Regions from separate parts of the Mus musculus genome. Here regions 2 and 3 are each linked to region 1. A link is a contact called in public Hi-C data. All regions are on one chromosome and are shown on one strand. The core of a region is the stretch at or near the end of the contact, and the rest is flanking DNA. Distances in the headings are between cores, read along the strand shown.

What was found. Hi-C and Micro-C count contacts between places; a contact is called where the count stands out from the background.
Region 2: a contact with region 1 is called in a Hi-C map of cerebral cortex, with 3 times the contacts expected there. The contact joins two enhancer-like sites. A contact is called at or near these places in 4 of 484 Hi-C or Micro-C datasets (cerebral cortex, cortical neurons and ventral hippocampal neurons), 1 of 115 datasets of contacts at active chromatin or transcription factors (pancreatic cancer cells) and 1 of 9 other capture datasets (embryonic stem cells).
Region 3: a contact with region 1 is called in a Hi-C map of cerebral cortex, with 2.9 times the contacts expected there. The contact joins two enhancer-like sites. A contact is called at or near these places in 10 of 39 promoter capture datasets (the 3T3-L1 cell line, 3T3-L1-derived adipocytes, the C10 cell line and 6 more), 1 of 15 datasets of contacts at CTCF or cohesin (the NIH/3T3 cell line), 11 of 484 Hi-C or Micro-C datasets (B cells, Th2 cells, centrocytes and 6 more) and 1 of 115 datasets of contacts at active chromatin or transcription factors (embryonic fibroblasts).

Annotation. Positions count from the first base shown.
Region 1 is chr12:16,134,503-16,137,660 of GRCm38.p6, forward strand. No RefSeq gene overlaps it. Among named protein-coding and RNA genes, the nearest start is that of Gm48606, 96 kb to the right of the region's middle. Within about 2 kb of position 1,484, at least 68 of the 459 cell types and tissues checked have an H3K27ac peak or open chromatin away from gene starts, as enhancers often do. A contact at or near this core is called in cerebral cortex, cortical neurons, hippocampal excitatory neurons and 1 more, where this site is marked.
Region 2 is chr12:15,757,392-15,760,549 of GRCm38.p6, forward strand. No RefSeq gene overlaps it. Among named protein-coding and RNA genes, the nearest start is that of Mir6387, 42 kb to the right of the region's middle. Within about 2 kb of position 1,705, at least 38 of the 459 cell types and tissues checked have an H3K27ac peak or open chromatin away from gene starts, as enhancers often do. A contact at or near this core is called in cerebral cortex, cortical neurons and ventral hippocampal neurons, where this site is marked.
Region 3 is chr12:15,831,175-15,834,332 of GRCm38.p6, forward strand. It overlaps Gm5432 (a long non-coding RNA gene), which reads left to right. Exons shown (of 3, transcript XR_001780551.2): 2 at 1,471-1,863. Among named protein-coding and RNA genes, the nearest start is that of Gm5432, 16 kb to the left of the region's middle. Within about 2 kb of position 1,672, at least 46 of the 459 cell types and tissues checked have an H3K27ac peak or open chromatin away from gene starts, as enhancers often do. A contact at or near this core is called in cerebral cortex, cortical neurons and hippocampal excitatory neurons, where this site is marked.

The DNA.
Region 1 (3,158 bases), core at 234-2,733:
TACTAGAGTTCTCCCAGGGTGGATACGTGGGGGAGCCTAGGGCTTCCTCGTGTCTCACACATGCTCTCTGTCTGAACTGTTAAGGAGAGGGCAGCTCAGCACCCCTACTGCTGAGAACAGTCAGAAGCAGCTGTCCATCCCTCTCAGAAATCTCTAGCAAGCTTCCTGACTCTCAGTCCTGGAGAGGTGACCCTGCCACAGAAGCAACACAGGCAAGGTACCAAAGAGGAAGTGGGTGCCGTTATGTACCTGTTTCTCTCTCTCTCTCTCTCTCTCTCTCTCTCTCTCTCTCTCTCTCTCTCTCTCTCTCTCTCCCTCTCCCTCTCCCTCTCCCTCTCCCTCCCCCCTCTCTCTCTCCCTCTCCCTCTCACCCCCCCTCTCTCACTCTCCCTCTCCCCCCCTCTCTCTCCGTATGTATGTGTATGTATGTATGTATGTATGTATGTATGTATGTATGTATGTTTGTATGTGTGTCTGTGTTATCCTGGGTCCACCTCATCCCTAGCTGTTACCATGGAAAGCTACTTTAGCTCTCAAAGTAGACTTTCATATATATTTGAATACTGAAAGAAACTGTTCATTTCTCATTCATTTAGATAACTGGTCTTTGAAAAGTTACCATTCAACCAAAAAAAAAAAAAAATGCTGGAGTGGTGGCACACGCCTTTAATCCCAGCACTTGGGAGGCAGAGGCAGGCTGACTTCTGAGTTCAAGGCCAGCCTGGTCTACAGAGTGAGTTCCAGGACAGCCAGGGCTATACAGAGAAACCCTGTCTCAAAAACAAAACAAAAACAAAACAAAAGAAAACAAAAAGTTACCATTCATGGAGATTTTTTAATTTCCCAAGGTCTTATACTGGAGCAGGTCCTGTGAGTGTGGGCATGCATGAAACAGAGAGAGAACAGACAGAGGTGGGGGGGAGGGGGAGGGAGAGAGAGAGAGAGAGAGAGAGAGAAGTGGTCATTTCTGGTATGGAATCAAGGTTCTTCTAAGCTCCATGGTCCTGTGTACATCTGTAGATGAGGCACTGCAGTGAACAGAGATGAGCATAGTTTATTGCAAATACCTAAAGATATCGTGAGAAGAAAAAGAAGGCCTCTGCCCCAATTCTCCATCCAAATTCTGCTCATGTTTTGTGGCAAATGCTGAAAGACTCCTGGTGGGGGAGAGTTTTCCCTAAGCGTCTCTCTAGCCTGGATTCTGTTCTTGAACGTTCACCCTGCAGTCAGGCAGGAGTGAGTGGGCCTGGATCACAGTGTTCAGTACCTCACAGGTCCAATCTGTGCTTAGTCTAGACAGACAGCTGGAGACTGGCAGCAGGGGATATCAGACACTCCAGGGTGGAGGGTGGGGGGCGTGCTGTGACAAAAATGTTCTCTTCTTGTCTTGCTGACTGCTGCCTCCGGAAGATTGTCTGGAGTAGCTGAGGGCTGAGACTCCTTTAAGATTCTGGGATCAAAGTTAATAATCTAAGAGATCTTTGTGGCTACTGGTGGTTTCTTTGTCCTGCCCCCAGTGTTCAGAATAGCAAAAAGTCAGACCTCTGGGGTGACACCTGTCATGCAAGCTTCCAGGGTGGGGCTCTGACCTTTTCAACTTCTCCTTTTTAATTCACAAATTCACTTGTGTGCCTGGTACTGGGAACCTCTGGAATTCAGTTCCTTTAGGATTTTGGCCTGCAGTGTTGTCTCAGCAGGTGCCAGTCAAATCCTTTAGAACCTGGCCCCTTCTTGCCTGCATTCTTATCTTTTCATCTGTCCTACACTTCATGCTTTGCCTTGTGGCAGCACCCCATGCTGTGTACCTTCCTTAATGGCATCCCTCCCCTCCACCCCACACCCTCTCCCACCCCTGTCATCAAGCGAACAGAATCCTCCAGCCCTACCCCACCCCCACCCTTAAGGCCATGCATATCTCTACATGGCCGTGACAAGGCCATGCATATCTCTACGTTGCTGTGACCCCAGGAGAGCACACCACAGCAGTGCTGTGATGCTTAAGCTTCGCCCCTTTCAGTTCCCTGTCGGCTTGCAGCCAGGACCTGAGCAGCTGTCTTTATCTTTTCAGACAGATCTGAAGCACAGTGTATACATTTAAAAGAAAACAAAACCTGACCATGTAGGCTCCTGTGGTTGGTTCTGAACCTCTGCCCTCACCACTGACTCTCAAGGGAAAAGCCAAGTTGGTCTGCCTACAACACCAGCCTAATTGTGTCACTGCATGCTTAGATCATTTTAGGAGCATCTCATGCTCCTTAGGTTAGAGTTCCAAATCCACCATCATGCCTGAAAAATCCTACTAGGCTTGACCTTCCCCCAATGCTCAGAACACCCTTAGCCCATATTCTTCTCTCCAGACACAAAACAAGCCACTTCAAGGTTAATAGCTTAATTAATATTGCTGATTGCATGATTAATACTTTGTGCCATTGATCTCTAGACTTATGAATATTCCATGGTCAGGTATGGGTCAAGAAACAGCTTTGATGACCTTGGTGGTCTCAAATGCCAGAGACTGGTTTGCTAGGATTCTGGCAAGGATGTCCTTAGAGAGATAATGGGGTCCTCCCTGATATTGTCAAGTATTCTGTAGTGGGATGTTCTGTTTTTCTTTTTAGATTATCAGCAATTTTGAAGAAAGGACACAGAAGAATGCTATGCATTTTGGTTTTTAATTACTATTGGCAACATCTCCCTTCATTCTACTGCCCAGAGATTCTGTTACTGTGATAAAGCATCTACAAAAATATCAAAGAATGGAAAGGGTTTTTTAGACTACAAGTCCAGGTTATATTCCATCATCAAGGAAAGATGAAGCAGGAATTCAAAGTAGCTAGTCACCAATTAAGGGCAGAGAAAAATCAATCCATCCTTTTGTATGCTTTTTTACTGGCTCTAGTTCTCTCTTCTTTGATACAATCCAGGAACTCCTTCCTAAGGAATAGTGCCATCCACAGTGGGTTGGGCCATCCTAAGTCATTAACAATCAAGATACTCTCCCACATGTATTCCTTCTGACCAACATGATGAAAGCAATTTCTCAAATGAGATTCTCTTTCCAGATAACTCTAGGTTGTATTAAATTGACAGGTAAAGCCAAGTAGAACAGAAAATAACATGACCAGCCCAGATCAAAGAATGGGAAGAGCCTACTACAT
Region 2 (3,158 bases), core at 455-2,954, 380 kb before region 1:
CCTGTAATCGACTGCCATTCACTCAGTATCAACTTAACTCAGCAAGATGACATGAAGAGTCTGGGACTCTCTTCATCCGTGGCTGTGTACCTGAAGTGAAAATCACCGCATTTCATATCACCAAACATTCTGCTCTAAGCCGTAAGACGATGACCAGATGGTATGAACAGCTGATTCTCCTTCGAAAACGTGGTAAGAAAAGGCAGGAAATAGAAGAATACAAAAATACTTTTCCAAGTTTGAGGGAGGAAACAGAAGTTGTGCAGAAGAGAGTAAAAACTGCACTTTAAGACGATTAGGCTGAAGCTCAAAGATTTTTAGCAAAAGCTATACATGATCATGCCAGGGATACCATAGCCCCCACAAACATCTTTCTGGGACAATGGTTCTCAACCAATCTAATGCCACAACCCCTTAATACAGTTCCTCATGTTGTGGTGACCCCCAACAATATAATTATTTTTGGCTTCTACTTCAGAACTGTAATTTTGTTACTGTTATGAATCGTAATGTAAGTGTCTAATAAAGGGGTTGTGACCCACAGGTTGAGAACCACTGCTCTAGAGGAAGGAAATTTGCACATCTGAGCTAACATCAAAGCTAAGTAAGTCAATAGAAAATAGAGCCTGGAGGAAGAATTTTGCTGCCCTCAGCTAGAGAGTCAATGCCACAGCACCTCCCTGGCTGCTGGTTGTTTCTACTTCTTTCTGACTGTTTGGCATATAAGATTTGTATATGTGTATATACACAGGTGTACAGAGGCCAGGAGACAACTTTGGCTGTCCTCAGGCACCACCCACTTTGTCAATGAGACAGGCTTTCTCAATGGCCTAGATTTTGCCAAGAAGGCTAGGTTGGCCACAGGGATCAACACATGACTCTGTCTCCCAGCAGCAGGATAATAGGAGCATGCCACCATGGTAGGCTTCTTTTATATGGTGCCTTGGAATCTATTTCAGGTCCTCAAACTTGCCTTTCTATCTGAACTCTTTCTCTAGCCTATACTTTTTATTAAATTTTTAAAAAATGATGATGGTCAAGTAATATATATGCTTTGGTTGACATTGAACCAGCATTTGCTGAGACTCTCCTGGTATCAGGGAAAAGAGCCTGAGCAACAAGCACAGGACAAGCCTTTCATTCTCATTATGCTTCAACAAGATTGGACCATCATCCCTTGTATGTAAAAACATGAAGGTTCCGAAAAATTAAATTCTTTGCTGGAAGTGAAGACGTCCCATAGGGTTTGCATTAAGTTAGTGTGATGCTAAAATGCATTCATTAGAGGAGAGGTTCATCCATTGATGATGATTCTGAAAGAGCTTTGCTATCTATTGTCACACTCATTATGATCTCTCTCACACATCTCCTGGCATAGTTTGATCTCTGTGTTTTTGGGTTTTTTGTTTGTTTGTTTGTTTGTTTGTTTGTTTGTTTACGAGATCCATGCTTAGATAACCCAATGTCCAGAGTGTTCCCATGTTGACTCTATGTTGCCAAGAAGTGGGGATGCACGGGTAATCCCTTAGGAAGCACAGCAGGACAGCAATCCATCAGTCAGGCAGTAGGCTTCAGAGCCCGTTTCTTCTGCTGCACCACTGGCAAGGGAACAAGTGTTAATTATTCCACTTCCAGTGTTCTACAGAGACAGCAGTGACTGTGCAGAAAGGCAGGGCATGTGATCAGCTCCAGGCACAGAAGCTTCTCCTCACAGGAAGTCATCACACTGTATCACTATGAGGATGGGAGCCCATGCCAGGCATGGCAGGGTGGCAGCTGCCTAGAAATGCATCCAAGTGCCACAGTGTTATGTCTCTCTGGTTTCTTGCTTCTCTTTTGTCCCATGTCTTGGTCTCTTCTTTGCTTTTTTCTCTGTCTTCTTAGCGTCTTTTATATTCAGCTTTCCTATGCTGTTCATTAGAAACTACTGATTCTCTCCTTCCTCCCTCCTTCCCTCCCTTCCTTCCTTTCTTTCTTCCTTTATTGTTTCTTTCCTTCTTTAATTCTCTCTCCAACCAACTTAAGCATACTGAGTGGCCGTGTGTTTTTCTACAGGGGACCAGCAGAAATAAGCAGAACACTCTTGTACAAGACAATCATTGCAAAGACTTTGTACATGCCTCATTTTGTAGAGAAGCAGAAAGTGGGAGGATGTGTGTCAGTTAGTGGTAGATCCAGAACTAGCACTCTCTCCCTTGACAGTCATTACTAAGTTACTTCACCAAACTCCACTAAATAATGTAATTCTCCTCCATGATGCAAACTGGTCCTGCTGGAAGACTTAACTGAAAACTGCACACACAACACAGCCATCCATTCTACCTCTTCACATATTCTCTTCTTCCCATTTGTTCTCTTCCACTCACACACTTAGTCCAATCATCAGTGCTAATGGCTCAAGGTGACCATTGACCAATGATGGTCTTCTTAATCCACATTCGTGTCCTAAGAAAACAGGGGTCTAATGGTGGAATGAGAACCTGTGAAGTTTTTTAACTCAGAGCCAGCAGAGAAACTCTCATACAGAGTTCACATCATAAAACTATGCATTGGACCCCACTATTGTTAACTCAGATTAAAGAGTGAGAATGCATTGGTCTATAGTGAGTCTCTCTACCTGTATTAACTTCTTTTCTCTTTCTTGAGATTAAGCACCTGAGAGAAACAGTGAAATGGGGAAAGTTTCCTTTTGGTTCATAACTAAAGAGGCTATGTCTACTCATGATGGAACACAGACCTGGGACTCCTCTTGATGGGACTGATTCCTAATGGATTCAGAAGCAAGACCATGGAATGCCAGCACTCACCACTTTATCCCTCTCTTCTACTTATTCAGTCAAAGGTCCACACACATGATGCTGCCCATACATTTAAGGAAGGGAGGGTCTGCCCTCATCAGTTGACTATTTCTGGACATATATCTTCATGGACACACCCAAAGGTATATATTTTAGTGTCCTTGATATTTCTAAATCTAATCAATTGACAGTTAAAATTGGCTTTCATAACAGGCCTGGGTGGAAATTTAGAATGTCAAGGAATGTTTTTTTAGACCCAGAGAGACAAACAATTTGCCGAGTCACAGCCTGTTCCACGAGAAGTCTGAACTAACTACATTGCCTCTCTGTCTAGTCCAGAGCACTGTCCCTGGGAGAGAC
Region 3 (3,158 bases), core at 422-2,921, 300 kb before region 1:
TAGCTATCCCCCTTTCTCCCCAAGACTGAAGACAGTGGCTTCTTTTTCCTAGGTATGAATGCTGAAAAATCCAGATGAAGTACAGTGGTTTTCTTCCCTGCAAGTTCTAACCAGCTCAGTTTTGCCCAGCTAACAATTTTCCCACTGAGATGGGTACAGTGGTTTTCAAAAGAGTGGGGTGAGATGAGTTGCTGCTGCTGTAGAATAGAATTCCTTAAAACCTTCCTTGATATTCATAAAATAATGCTTTAGCTTAGTAATGCTATCCCATATTCCTTGATTGCTATAAAGATAGCCTATTCCCTGCAACTCTATGTCACTACATTCTATTCTCCAATAAGAAAGGATCAAGTTCTTGACTGGAATAAATAACATTTTTTCCTCCCTAATTATGTTTGATCATTCACACTTCATTTTGGGCATCTTCAGGGACTCTCCTGTAGAGCTGCTATTCTTTGTGAGATAGTCTACTCAGCATATGGCTCTACCAGAGTCACATCACACTTGATTGCAACAATCTCAGCATCTTTCAGTTGTCAACTTGTATGTTTACTGAATGGGATGATAACTATGTGTGTGTGTGTGTGTGTGTGTGTGTGTGTGTGTGTGTGTGTGTGTTTGTGTGTGTGTGTGAATGTACGTGTCCCAGACAGTCCCTACATCTTCTACAACAAGGATTTAGCCTGCAACATTATGTTTTAACAATTTTTTCATTATCTTTGTTGAATGACAAACTTGAGGCTCCAGGAGGAAAGTGGTCACCCAGTCCCCACAGGACACCTTCCCCCAACAGAGACTGGATAAGGCTTTTGTTTTCCTGGGATTATAAGGGATTCTCTCTAGTAGGAAGGAGAGAGCTTCAGGACTCCTCTCCTTGTGGCTACAAGTTCTTTGTTTTTCAGAATCAGGGAAATGCCCCAGGATTCCTTGCTCTGTTACCCTGGGAGACTATTGCTCAATCCTAGCAGCTGCTCTGGAGGAAAAGAAAAAGCAGACATTCTGAATGTATCATATGTACAGTGCAATGTTGAACTGAAGATTGCTAATGAGTATCGTATGTATAGTGCAGTGTTGAACTGAAGATTGCTAATGAGCAAGAACTCTTTTATTGTGCAGTCTACTTCCAGTGAGGTCTAGTTCTTAATTTTCAGTGGGCGTAGCAGGAAGTACTACTGTTTTTTTTTTTTTTTTTTTTTTTTTTTTTTTTTTTTAGTAAAACATATATATTACTAATACTGTTGCTATATAAAACAATATTTGGCCAAGATGGTTAAGATATGATTCATTCCTTGTTCACCAAGTTGCTAAATATTGTGTAGTGAGTGGAGTCACCATATGGCATAGCTGAGCTTCCTTGGGAGGCTGGGTACAATATTATGTTGGGTATAGAATTTGGAATTTCACATGTCTGTGGTGGAATGAATGTGAATGAAGACAACTGACTGCTAATTTCATTAAACCCTCCTGCAGGCTAAGATGCACACGGCAAATGGATATCTTGTCACCCTTGCATCCATCTCTGAGGTTGATTTCTCTCAGAAACTGATGGAGAGTGGGCAGTGCCACACATCTAGCCACAGATGCAATCTTTGAAGAGAAACGTGTGTGGGCAAGCACAGTGGCAGCTGGGAAAGTCTAAATGACTGAAGCCTGTGACTCAGATATCTTAAACTGCCTTAAAATTAATGAAGCTCTGTGGAATGACTCAGTTCATTCATGTCCTCAGCCCGCAGGCTCCAAAGCTTGCAGAAATGGCTGTGGTTCACAGCTCAGGAGAGCTGACTCCATAGAGGAAAGCGGGCCCACAATGGGAGAAGAGGCGCTTTCTGCGGTGCGTGTCTATCATCCTGGCTGGAGACACAGGTGAGCTGGTCCCCGGTCTTCTCAGGAGAGGCGTGCAGAACCCCGACCCCACCCCCAGGCTGACTTCTGATCCTTGTACATTTCAAAAGAGACCTTGAGTATTGAGGTTGTGTCAGTGTTCATATTCTGATTAGCCAGAATCTTACTAAGGACCAGCTTTCCTTCTGAGACTGACTCTCAGTCTGGAACCTAGGCTGGCCTGGATCTCATGTACAGGCAAGGCTGACTGCAAATTTGCAGCAAGCCACCATTCCCAGCTTCAGGTAAAGTTCAAGTATGAGATGCATGCCTCCTAGTCACAGAAAACGAGTAAGGGAAATTAAGATACTTGTAAGACTTGGTTTTCTTCTTGTTTAAGGCTCTTAGGCCCAGCCGGGCATGGTGGCACACGCCTTTAAATTCCAGCACTCGGGAAGCAAGGCCAGCCTGGTCTACAAAGTGAGTTCCAGGACATCCAGGGCTACACAGAGAAACCCTGTCTCGAAAAACCAAAAACAAAAAAAGGATCTTAGGCCCAGTTAGAGAACTGCTGCATCCTTAGGGCTATTTTACCATGCTGAGCATGGCTGTGGTTCATAGTCAACACGGCTGGGTAGGACTGTTGGCTGTTTCTTTCCCTTGGCAGCTTGCATGGCGTTGTCTGGTACCATGAAAACTAGTTTCTAGGGAAAGGCATTTGGCTTAGTTCCAGCTCAGGTAACCCTGGGTCCTACATCTGAAGTGCATGATACCTTCAGCAATAGGGACTTACCTTACACCTCTGAGAGGCAACCAAGGCCAATAACAATAGGCTCTATGTTTTGGGAGTCTCTTAGACGTTCTCACCAACAATGCAAAGGAGGGCTTCACATGCCTGATGTTGAGGTAAAAACGTCATTACATGATCTTTGGGTCTCAGAGGGGTCGTTGTCAATCCAGATAAGGAAATTCCATTTAAATTGTATATGCATATCTATGCACAGAATTCTCAAAATAAATAAATAAATAAAGGAAGTAATAAAAAATAAGACAAACAAAAAAGACACCTGAAGGTCAATAAAAGCAGCAGGCCTTAACCTCACAGTCTAAATGTCAAAAAGAAAACAGGGTCACTGAAGCCCACTGAGGACCAAAATATGAGAGAAATACCCCATGATGAGCCAAAGTCTCAGAGGGAATGAGATAAGTTCAAAAGAAGGCAACAGAAAGAAATCACCAGAATATTATCTTACCTCATGGTGTCTGTCACTCCTTGCTTGAGCCCAGTGGCATGGTCTCCACAGAGGGAGTGAGTCCAGGTCAGCCACCCAGAGGGG